Regions from separate parts of the Mus musculus genome. Here region 2 is linked to region 1. Evidence: chromatin contacts called from public Hi-C data. All regions are on one chromosome and are shown on one strand. The core of a region is the stretch at or near the end of the contact, and the rest is flanking DNA. Distances in the headings are between cores, read along the strand shown. Region 1 overlaps Foxn3 (forkhead box N3). Region 2 overlaps Efcab11 (EF-hand calcium binding domain 11).

Region 1 (5,973 bases), core at 1,152-3,651:
CAGTAAAAAGGAATCTCACACTTCACATTTCCTCATCTTCTTCAGAGAACCTTTTGTGAAATGCCCTTTCTCGGATGTCATAAAGCCATTAGAAACAAAAAAGGGCTGGGCATGGTAGCATATGCCTTTAAAAACCAGCACTAGGGAGGTAGAGAAGGGCTGATCTCTGTGAGTTCGAGGCCAACCTGGTGTACAAAGCAAGTTCCAGGACAGCCACAGCTGTTCTTATACAGAGAAAGCCTGTATCAAAAAACAAACAAAACAAAACAAACAACAAACCAGAAATCCACACATTTTATAAAGGACTCATTTTCATTCCAACCCTTGATAAGAGCATAGTGTATAAACTTCTACTGGAAATTACTTCTAACTAAACAATGTCTGACTATACTGGCTGAGAACCTATCAGCAGAGAGAATGGCCTTCTTTGCAGGCAGGAGTAGCCGAAACAAGAGCCAGAGTTCCCTTCCATGGGTCTTAATTCACCCCCTAGCTAGCCAGGACCACCAAAGGGAAGCAACTCACAGGCACTCGCAGAAGACAATGACCATGTATATTAATGTGGCCTGCACCGGGCCCACACTTATGTGTAAACAGCCATCTGTTAAATATTTAAATATTTATGGTCAAATATTTAAAGGCAATTTTAAATAAAACAATGGAAAGAAAAAGAAATCCCGAGACAGACATAAAAAACATCAAACTCCCTTATTGCTTGAGAACAGGCTAGCTGGTTTCTCCATCTTTATGAACAGCTTACAAAGGGCATTAACGACTAAGAGTTGTTTGTTAAATGAATAAGTGAAAGAATGCTCATATTTGATTTGCTATCTTTGATACATAGAAAAGTCAGTTGACTTTAACATCTTTTAGATCAAGCCACATTTAAATTAAATATATATTTAATCTCACAATTTTCAGTCTGGCCCATCCAGGTTACATCAACTAGAAGAATTTTAAGAGTTACCATAAACTAAGTAGTACCTCCTGAGCAGCATGCTAAGTACTTAATGAGTTATTTAATTTTCCTATCATCTCCATAAAGTAAACAAGTTTCAGAAATTATGTCCAAGGTCATTTGGCCAGGAAGCAGAAAGGATAAGTCCCAGGATGTATTAGTTACTTGCCTGCTGCTGTGATAAAATCTTTAACAAAGGCAACTGGGGGAAGGGGTTCTCTGCTCACACTGTGAGCGTACAGCCTGCGGAGGAAGGGAAGCCATGGAGGTAGGGGCAGAGGCTGGTGAGGCTGGTGGCTACATTGTATCCAAGATTAGGAACCAAAGGATGCTTCTGCTCAGCTTCCTTCCCCCTATTTAATCAGTCTGGGTCCTCGGCTCGTAAAAAAGGCATCCTCTATATTTAGAGTGGGTCTTCCCACACCAATTAACCTAATGTAGAACCTTCCAGGAAGACATGCCCAGAGGTTTGTTTCTATGGTGATTCTAAATCCCACCTCCCACCCCCAAAGTTGACAATCTAGATTAGTCATCACAGGGAGTAACAACATGGATCCGCTGCTTTAGACTGGGTTGGTAGGACCACTCCCTAAAAACAGCCTTAGCATACATTTTCAGACTTATATTTGTTGATTAAAACCAGCCCTCCTCCCGTCCTCCCCCACTGTCCTGGAAGCCAGGGTTGTTTTCATTCGGTCTGACAATTGCATTTGGCCTCTCAATCTCGTCAGCCATCAATCAGTCCGCAGCTCTAGAACAGCCCAGAAACACTATCACTCAATTCTACCTGCCCTCTCCCCAGCATGAGCAGATCTTTGACTGGAACAAAATAAGCTGTCCAGAATGTCCAACCCGGCCCCTTAGCTGAAGCCCGAGCTGGAGCTGATGACACGACAAGTGGAATCTGCCCATGGCTCACTCTGCTGCTCTCTTGTTTTGTGACTCCCATGGCCTTCAAATTTCTTGATATGTATCTTATAAATTCCCACCCCCTCCAAATGATGGGGACCAGCAAGCAAACGAGAGAGTAAAAGTACTTTCTGAACAAATCAAATCACTTCTAGAGTAAAGATGTTAGAGTCATCCTTTGAAACAGGGCAGGGTGTGGTAACTGCAGCCAGTCTTCACCAGGCCTAAGCATCCAGCCGCTCTGGTGTGTGCATGGCTTTTATGAATCAAATGTTCCCAGGGAACACCTGGAGTCCTTATGGAAGGTGCAAACAGGGCAGGCAGCAGGCACATGGCCTGGAGGTCTCAGAGTCAGATCTTGGGAGACTTCTGTAGCTTGGCTTTTGTTTTATAATATTTGGGTTTCATTTATGACTGAAGCATGACTTTCTCTGGTAATGAGTAACTCGTGGCTAAGATTAATTGCCTAACTGTAATTACATTTGCCTTGCGTACCACATGTTGTAAGCAAGCCACCAGGGCACCAACTAGGGCAAGGAGCTGTGGCTGTTCTAAGAGTTTTAGTGTCTGAGTATTTCACCATCCCCAAAACACAGGACTCTGGCCTCTCTTGTCCAAAAAAAAAAAAAAAAAAAAAAAAAAAGACTCGAAATCACAGAGAATCACACAGATAGGACTTTTACAACCTAACCAGCCATCTCTGCTTCCTCACGCAGCAGCCTCCATTTTGAACCTGAGTTTCTTTTCTGCTTTCTGGACTCTCTCATTTTCTCCAATGTATTCATTCAGGGGAGGGGGAGGACGGAGCCATAAATGTCATTTCATATTCTAAGCAATTTGCTATAGGCAACTACACCATTACTTTGTACAAATAAATTTACATAAATCATTATTAGAATGCTCTATCTTGGCAACACTATTTGGTTCCCAGAGCACAAATTAAATGCATGCTTAAAGTGGAATATTTTAAAGTTATTTCTATATTGTTTATGAGACAAGATTAGAAGTTTCTACCTAGTTTTTCTTTCAGAACGGGCGCATTTTCTTTTTGTTTGTACATCTCCGAAGCACGTGTGTGAGATCCCGAGGGGGATCGGTGGGGGGGGGGTGTGTGTGTGTCTTGAAGCAAGCAATGCAAGCTGACTGTCACATGTGGCTCCGTGGTGAGCCACTGGTCCTTCTGAGCTCGTGTGCTTGGTTCGGAACACTAACGAGGAAGCATTTAGGGAAATGACCACATGGTCTTGCATTTTGTTGAACAGTTTTTTGCTTAATACGCTTTTGTCCTGCAGGCTTTCTGGTCTGTGTTGACTGTGGTTAGGCCTTTCATTCGGATATGGTCCCATGGAGCCCGAGCTGGTTTGGAACTTAGCTACAGAAGTCTCCCAAGCTCTGACTCAGAGACCTCCAGGCTGCGTGCCTGCTGCCTGCCCTGTTCACACCTTCCATAAGGACTCCAGGCGTTCCCTGGGAGCGTTTGAATACTCACTGGAGTATTCCCAGTGTATACAGTGTTTCAGACTAAGCCTAAGACTTTCATATGCTAGGCAGGCACTCCACCAACCAAGGTCTACCTCCAGTCCCCCAACACGCTTTTCTATTTTATTTATTTCATCGTTTTTAAAGTTTTTTTTTAATTTATGTATGTGTGTGAACCTGCACCAATGTCTGTGCATGTGTGTGCAGAAGCCAGGAAACCAGAATAGGCTGTCCAGGCAATGGAACTGGAGTTGTGGGCAGTGATAAGAGCCCCCATGAAGGAGCTGGGAGCTGAATCCCAGTCCTCTTCAAGAGCAGTCAGTGCTCTTTTTGTTGATTGTTTGTTTGTTTGTTTCAAAACAGGGTCTCACTATGTAGCCTTGGCTGTCCTGGGACTCACTATGTAGAATAGGCTGGCCTCCAACTCATATTCACCTTACTCTGTCTCCCAAGTGCTGAGATTAAAGGTGTGTCTGGCAGACAGTAAGTGCTCTTAACCATGTATTCTCCAGCACTGATATAGTCAAACAGTTACTGTTTATTTATTATCATTGTAAGTATACGTATGAGTGCATGTGCGCGTGTGTGTGTGTGTGTGTGTGTGTGTGTGTGTAAGAGAGGGCATGCCTACCATGTGCATACGGAGGTCAGAGAACAACCTTACAGAGTCAGTTATTTTCTTCCATCTTTACTTGGGTTAGGGGACTGAATTTGGACTCTGGTCATCTGGCCTGCATCGTTTGGCAGCAAGTGCCTTTACCCACTAAGCCATCCTGCCAGCCCCACAGGATGTACTTTTAAAAAAAAAGATTTATTTATATTATGTATATGGGTGTTTTGTCTGATTGTCTGTCTGCATACCAGAAGAGGGAATTGGATTCTGTCCAGTGATAGACAGTTGTGAGCAGTCATGTGGGTGATGGGAATTGAACCTTTGACCTCTGGAGGAGCGGCCAGTGCTCTTAACCACCGAGCCATCTCTCCAGCCCCCTGGATGCCCGTTTTAATCTTACTAGGCTACAGCTTTCCTTGGCTCAGCCAGTCAGGCACTCGTATCTCCAGTTTTAACTACAGATTTCCCTCCAGTGTCGTACAATCCTACCAGCTTGGGAAAAAACATTGGCAAAATGAAAAGAGCTTATTCACGGTAGCCGTGCAACACTCACTTGATTTAAACCCAAAATATTTATTTGCTTTCAAATAAAAGCGCTCATATCTAGTGCCAAAGAAAAAGAAAAAAGTTCTGAGATGCAAGAATAGCATTAATTTGATACCCATCTACTCCAACATCAAGGTCATTCCAGGAAGCCTGGTACTTTATGTGAAAACCAGATTAATAAATAGTACACTCTGGTTCCTGAAATGAAATCGCTCCGATGATGTATTTAGATTTAATTGAAACTTACAGATACCTGGAAAGTCCAGCTAGTGTGTGGCTGATCCGGTGTCTCTAGGAAATCCCTCCACCCTCCCCTTCCTACGTTAGTCTGCTCATTGTCTGACCAGATTTTCTTAATGGGGAACAAGTCCCACATCTCAAATTTTGCAAGAGTGGGTGTCACACCACTGTTTAGGCCAGGAGGCAGCAAACTTCTGCAAAAGGTCAGATGGTAAATATTCTATGGTGTGTGCTCTGCCTAGGCAGCCTCCTCATTGGAGTGCAAAAGCTGCCTTCATCATGCAGGATGAATGAATACAGGACTATGCCCCGAATAAAGCCCTACTAACCCTACTTAAGTGTCGATTCCATACAGGGTCCCAGGCAACACAAGCTCGAACTAACTGTGTTGTGGAGGATGACATTACATTTCCAACTTCCTGCCTGCACACCAGGTGCTGGGCTCCCAGGCAGGTGCACCACACTTGGGTTTGATATTCAGGGTTAGGGAGTAAGACTGCTAAGCCTCAAATCCTGGGATAAACAGCTTAGCTGCCTATTTAATATATCAATAATATATCAGACCTGACCACTGAGTTATCCCAGCATCCCTCAGGCCCTACCTGCTATAGGATATGGCTGGCACCCCCTATCCTCTACCTCCGCCCGCCCCCACCTACCTGAACCAACTCTTCAGCCCAGGGGCTGGGCTGCCCTCCCCTCCAGAGGCTCCTCCCTATATAATCTAGCCATTTTAGTTACCCACCTTTTTTTTTTTTTTTTTTTTTTTTTTTTGGTGAGACAGGGTTTCTCTGTGTAGCCCTGGCTGTCCTGGAACTTACTCTGTAGACCAGGCTGGCCTCGAACTCAGAAATTCACCTGCCTCTGCCTCCCAAGTGCTGGGATTAAAGGCGTGCGCCACCACGCCCAGCTTTTTTTGTTTTGTTTTGTTTTTTTTTGTTTTTTGTTTTTTAACCTTAGCTTGAAAATGTCACCTTTGAAGGCCAGGTACTGGCCCTGCACAGTGTCTGTTTCATCCAGGGCCTCTCATCAGGCTGTAGGTAATCCAAAGCACGTCGAGGATGGAGGGGTGAGCTTTGGAGAGAGGAGTGCAGGAAAAAGCACCATGCCAAAGCTATACAACAGTGGTGCTGTCCCCAGGCAAACCCCCTTGGTCACAGGATGGCGTTTCTCCCAAGTAGCTCTACTCCAGGATCTTAGGCAGCCCAGGCCTTGAGGGGAACTCTGA
Region 2 (5,973 bases), core at 1,262-3,761, 410 kb after region 1:
CAAGAATTTAGACATTTTAGTGAACCGAGCCTGAAATATATAGAAAGAGCAGTTAATCTGCGTACTGCACGATCTTCCTTGTTTTAAAAATAGTCCCAAACTATCTAACAAGTATGTGTAACTATTTTTTGGGCGATGTAACTAATGATATTAAACCGTGTCTTTCCTAAAATAGCTTCAAGTGTTTACAATGTTAAAACAATTTTCTTAATTTCATTTTTGTGAGATTAATGACTTGGAGGCTTTTAAAATGATCTATGTAGTTTTATGCTTTTAAATGATTATTATCCACATTTTAAGAACCCACTATGGGCCAGCCATTGTGAAAAATGCTGGAGGTAGAAGGTGAAAAAGAACGTGATTCAAGTTCCAAGGGAACAGTATGCTAGGGAAGGAGGCCATTATGTGTTTGACTGCAAGTGCACACATCCCTGAAAACTGTGGCTCACTCAATGATGGGGATGGAAGGTTGTGAACAAAGGACCCAGGAGCCCTTATAGTATAGACGGGATGAGGGGGCTCTTACAGGAAGAGATAGTTCAGCTAAAAACTAAACCATGAAAATACTAAAAGTAGCTACAGGATGAGAAGACGAGAAATCCGGGCAGTGGACAACACATGCCAAGGCCATGGGGTAGGAAGGGAAAGGAGGCCATGCAACTAGAATAGGTTCAGAGTGAGAGGAAGAAACACAACACAATGACTGGTGAGGGACAAGGGGCCTGAACTCTCAGTCCTCTGAGACCGCAGTAAGAAACAAGAGCTTTACTGAAGCTGAAATAGCAAGTCAGGAAAAGGTTTTCCTTAGCCAGTAGTATGATCTGATCTAGAACTTGGAAATGTATTTCAGGGTATGGCTGTTGTGAAGAAGGACTGGGAATAAAAGCAACAATGTAAAAGGAGAGACAGGGTAGGAGGCAAGCGCTCCGTGGGTGGTGGCAGCAGAGGGGATAGAGGTGGGAGGCCATGCTCTAGAACACAACAGATGAGACAGGTGAGGTGTCAGACAGAACACAGAGGTTCTGGGTCCAGTGCTAGGTGGTCTGAGGGGGTAAGGGGATGAGGATGCCTCTGGGAAGGGTAGGGCCAGAGGACAGAGAAAGTGCTGTGGTTTAGATGGGCTGACTGTGCTACACATTGGAGCCAGCTAAGAGGAAAAAGGACCAGGAGGCAGCTGGCCTTAGGCTTCTAGGCAGAAGGTATCTCCCATTATCTACCAGCAATAATGGCGGGCAGCGAGTCAATAAATAACAGCCATCCACGTCTGTTGGTGTCCATGAAAGATGGAGGTTTCAGGATCCCCGATCAGATATCAAATATGGAGGATGCCAAAATCCCTTATATGAAATGATACAGTGTTTGTATGTATCCCTACACAACTGTCCTGTAAACTTCAAATGGCCTCCAGACCACTTGTAATGGCTAATGTACCATAACTGCTCTGTATGTAATTGGGCTGCATTGTTTAGTCAACAACGATGAAGAAAAAACAACTCCACATATATTCAGTTCAGTTGTGACTTTTGTCCAAATACCGTGGTTAGCTGCAGTGCAGCACCTTCGGATGCAGGGAGCAGACTGTGCTGCACTAAATTAGCATATGCAGTAGTATTTTTTTTTCCTGCAGTTGCTAAGGACAGAGATTGACGCAGCTCTATTCGCATCTAATCACCCTGGGACCAGAGAACATATTTTAAAAGGCTAGCTGAGGTTGAAATTGAAGTCTAACCATGCATGTTCCCAAAGATCATATCCATAACTTTTAGTTTCATGAACTCCAAAAGCTAATAAATTAAATCACATCTAGAGTTGCTGATACTCCTGAGTAATTTATTCCCGGGTGATGTGCATTCTGTAAGATCTCTCAGCACCCTGCGCCAGCCCACTCTCCAGCCCCTCTAACACACATCCTGGCACTTCCTGCCTCCACAGGCTCCAAGCACCTGGTGCCCTGGCCCTTATAACCACACCGCCTGAGAGCACCTCTTGCCTTACTTCTCCTAGTGAGTTTTTATTACACATCTCCTTCCAGACACAACGGACGCATTGCCTTTACTTTAAAGGTTCCCTGATGTGTCTCAGTTGAGTCTCTTTTACTGCGACCAGCAACCCAGAGGTCACAACACAGTCAGGGAATGGATTGGGCTCTTTGGCAGGGGTCTGAATACATGTCTAGGCAACAGATCTAGGGAAAAGGACTGTGTGCTGTTCAAACATTCATTCCCAGCATTCAGCATCATGCCTGTGTAGAACAGGCATTCATTACATGCGTGCTGGGTAACATGTAATGAATTAATAAGAATGAACATGGAGATATCATTTCTAATTTTCAGCAAAACAAAACAAAAAAAAACAACATTAAGATATGTGTTATGCAAGGTCAACTTATGCTGCTGAAGGGGAACACTTCTCCATTGCTGAGAGGATGGCAAACGTATACAGCCACTTTGGAAATCAATACGGTGGTTTCTCAGAAAAGAAGGAATTGATCTAACTCAAAACCCTGCTGTACCACTCCTGGGCATATACCCAAAAGATGTTTCACAATACCACATGGACACTTGCTCACCTATGTTCATAGCGGCTTTATTCATAATAGCCAGAAACTAGAAACAACGCAGATGTCCCTCAACTGAAGAATGGATAGCGAAAATGTGGTATATTTACATAATGGAGTATTAATTAAAAACAATGACATCATGAAAATTTAAGGCAAATATATGGAAATAGAAAAAAATCACAGAGTGATGTAACCCAGACCTAAAAAGAAAACCAACCATGGCATATAGTCACTTTTAAGTGGATATTAGCAGTAAAAGATAATTATGCTTCAATTCACAGACCCAGAGAAGTTAAGGAACAAGAAGGGCTCAAGGGGGTCACTTGAATCTCACTGTGAAAGGGAGAAAGAATAGACACTGTGGGTGGATGGTGGGAGGGTGGGGTCTGAATGGGAGAGTGGGGGTGGGAGCAGAAGGGCTCAGGTGGGGGAAGGATGAAGGAGAGAGTCCTGGGAGAGACAACTGGAATCAGGGAAGCATCTATTAGAAAAGCTAGAAAACTTGGGCAATAAAAACTCCTGGGAATCTATGAGGGTGACCCTAGCTAGCAATGGGGGATATAGAACCTGAACTGGCCAATTCCTAGAACCAGGCAAGACTTCCAGTGGAGAGATTAGGACACCAACCCAGCCACAAAACCTTTGACCTACAATTTGTCCTGCCTACAAGATGTGCTGGGCTAAAGGTGACACAGAACTTGTGGGAGTGGCCAGCCAATGACTGGTCCAGCTTGAGACCTATGACGTGAGAGGGAGACCACCCCTGGCATTGCCTAGAGGGCAAGGACCCATGGCTGGATAGCTCAGAGACCTAAGCTAGAACCAATCATGCCTGGCAAAAAGGGGGGGGGGAAGGGGGAGAGGAGAGGAAGAAAGAGGAGAAAGAAGAGGAGGAGGAGGAGGAGGAGGAGGTGGAGGAGCACAAGAACAAGAACAAGAACAACAATTCTCAGAGACTGGCATCTTGCCCAGTTGTCATCAGAGTCTTCACCCAGCAACTGATGGAAACAGATGCAGAGATCCGCAGCCAAACATTAGGCAGAGCTTAGGGAATCCTGCGGAAGCAAGGGAGGAAAGATACTACAAGAAAGTCAACAAAATCAACTCTCCTGAGCTCAGAGGGGCTTACAGAGAAGACCTACCTACCATGGAGCCTGCATGGGACTGACCAAGGCCCTCTGTATATAAGTTAAAGTTGTGTAGCTTGGTGTTCTTGTGGGACTCCTAACAATGGGAGCAGGGGCTGTCTCTGACTTTGTTGCCTGCCTTTGGGCCCCTTTCCTCCTACTGCCCCACCCAGTCTTGACAGGAGCGGAGGTGCCTAGTCTTACTACAACTTCATATGCCATGGCTGCTGATAACCGTGAGGGCCTGCCCCTTTCTGAAGGGAAATGGAGGAGGAGTGGATGAGGGAGGGGGATACTGAGAGGAGAGAAGGGAGGGGAAACTCTGGTCAGGATATAAACATAAATAAATAATAAAAAAATTTAAGGTGTGTGTGTTTTGAATCATCTTTAACTCCAAAAAGTAATGGCAAAAAGCAAATTACTTTTCATTTACAGAGCCAGTAAAATAAACCATTGCTTTAGGGGAAAAAAAAAAAGCATTCGGTGAGAAGGAAAGCAATGGCTAAGATCTGCTCTGATCATGGCAGCTCACTCAGAGAGATGCGAGGCAGAGTGTAGCTGTATGGTTCAATGGGTGATGCATAAGAAAAGGGAGCATATGAATGCTGTTGTCGGTTTAATTACATATTCAGATAACACATCCACACTTGGAGTTATACAGTATGCAGGTCATCATAGTATAGAAAACAAATGTTCTTTAGGTTTTTTTAAAATAGGAAAAATATTTAAATTGTATGTTTGCTACCACTTAAATGAAAAAAAAAACAATCTAATAACACAAATAACTCTATTATGAATAATCATGTTTTTTCATACTATTTTCCCCCAGAGTCATATACCTCATATTTTCAGCTCAGTGGAGATCAGAGGCACTGGGTACACATTAAACCATGTAAATACATGGTCCACAGCATGCCCTCAGGTTGTCTACCAGGGCCACACACAACCAAACACAAGCCCTTTTTCTGGAGACTACATTTTCATTTAGCACGGCTTTCCTTCTGCAATACCACAATTGCTCTCCAAAGCTAATACTTAATAATTTACTATTCTAAAGCTTTGCAACAAATACACTGATGTAAGGGTTGCAGATTTTGCTGCCTTTTAAATGGCCTAGAAATAGAATTCTTACTTCTAGCTCCACCTGCTGTCACAAGAGTCAAACCGAAATTACTGCTTCACAGACTCTCAAAAATTCCATTTAGGCCAAATCTCATATCCAATGCATTATCTGTGTCTGCCTGGGAGCTAACGAGTGTATTCTAGAAAATTCTAAATTGAAACACAATGTTGAGTTCTCTGTGTACACTGCTCCACTTATAGTTACCTACATACACGCCACTGGAGTTGCAAATCAGGGCCACACCACCAGTGGCACCACCAATTATAGGGTCTGGCTGTTTAGTTGTGTTCACTAACAGGTCTTACAGAGGTGTGGGCAATCTGTCAGTGTACCTGGTCTTTACCGGTGTTCTGCAGACTTTTTAAATAACAAGCCAGTGCCCACATTCCCCTGTTCAGAGTGTCGCTGGGAGTGGCCTCACAGGACGCCCGCCAGCCTGAGGCTCACGGCTTAGCTACTGTCAGCTTCCTGCCATGGTGAAAAATAAAAGGCAAAGAATCCAGGAGAGGCAGAGCTGCTCTTTGCCTCTGGTTTCAGAGAGCTCAGTCAGTGACCCCTGGGTCCTGTCACCATGGCTGGAGTCCAGGATGGGAGAAACTGTCCCTTTGACAGTGTCAGATATATAAAAAGGAGACACAAGTGCCCCAGTGTCCCCTTCAAGGACACAGCTAATTTCCTTGGACTGGGCCCTACCTTTTAAAGCACCACCCCGACCCCCACCCAGGAGTGTCACAGGTTGGCGACCCAGCTGTCAATACACAGTCTTTGAAGAACATTTACGATCCAGACCATCATAAACTCCAATGCTTTTTACAAATCCTTCCTGATAATGTAAGTCTGGGCATTTTCTACACAACTGGAAAATACGTCCTTCCGTTTTGTTATCTATCCTCAGGAAAAAAAAAAAAGAACGCTTTTCATGTTCTATAATGAAGATATGTATTTATTTTTGCTTCCCAAACTACTTAATATGTGTGATACAGATATGCCATATAGAAAGAGACTGAAAAGGTGATTTTTCCCCCCTACTTTGTGAAAAGCTGCTTCCTAGGAGGGTAATCAGCTTTCACCACAGGGGTGAATAAGTATTCAAAAAAATCGAATAAAACTATCAACATTTTTTTTTCTTTGAAAGTTCCATTATGTATATCTTTTTGTGGTTC

Evidence for each region. Hi-C and Micro-C count contacts between places; a contact is called where the count stands out from the background.
Region 2: a Hi-C map of liver shows a contact between it and region 1, with 2.4 times the contacts expected there. The contact joins two enhancer-like sites. A contact is called at or near these places in 2 of 39 promoter capture datasets (hippocampal neurons and liver), 4 of 484 Hi-C or Micro-C datasets (bone marrow-derived macrophages, embryonic stem cells, hematopoietic stem cells and 1 more), 2 of 115 datasets of contacts at active chromatin or transcription factors (embryonic basal ganglia and embryonic stem cells) and 1 of 9 other capture datasets (macrophages).

Annotation. Positions count from the first base shown.
Region 1 is chr12:99,443,075-99,449,047 of GRCm38.p6, forward strand. All of the region lies in intron 1 of Foxn3 (forkhead box N3), which reads right to left. Among named protein-coding and RNA genes, the nearest start is that of Foxn3, 4.0 kb to the right of the region's middle. Within about 2 kb of position 2,402, at least 15 of the 459 cell types and tissues checked have an H3K27ac peak or open chromatin away from gene starts, as enhancers often do. A contact at or near this core is called in liver, where this site is marked.
Region 2 is chr12:99,856,355-99,862,327 of GRCm38.p6, forward strand. All of the region lies in intron 3 of Efcab11 (EF-hand calcium binding domain 11), which reads right to left. Among named protein-coding and RNA genes, the nearest start is that of Efcab11, 24 kb to the right of the region's middle. Within about 2 kb of position 2,512, at least 5 of the 459 cell types and tissues checked have an H3K27ac peak or open chromatin away from gene starts, as enhancers often do. A contact at or near this core is called in liver, where this site is marked.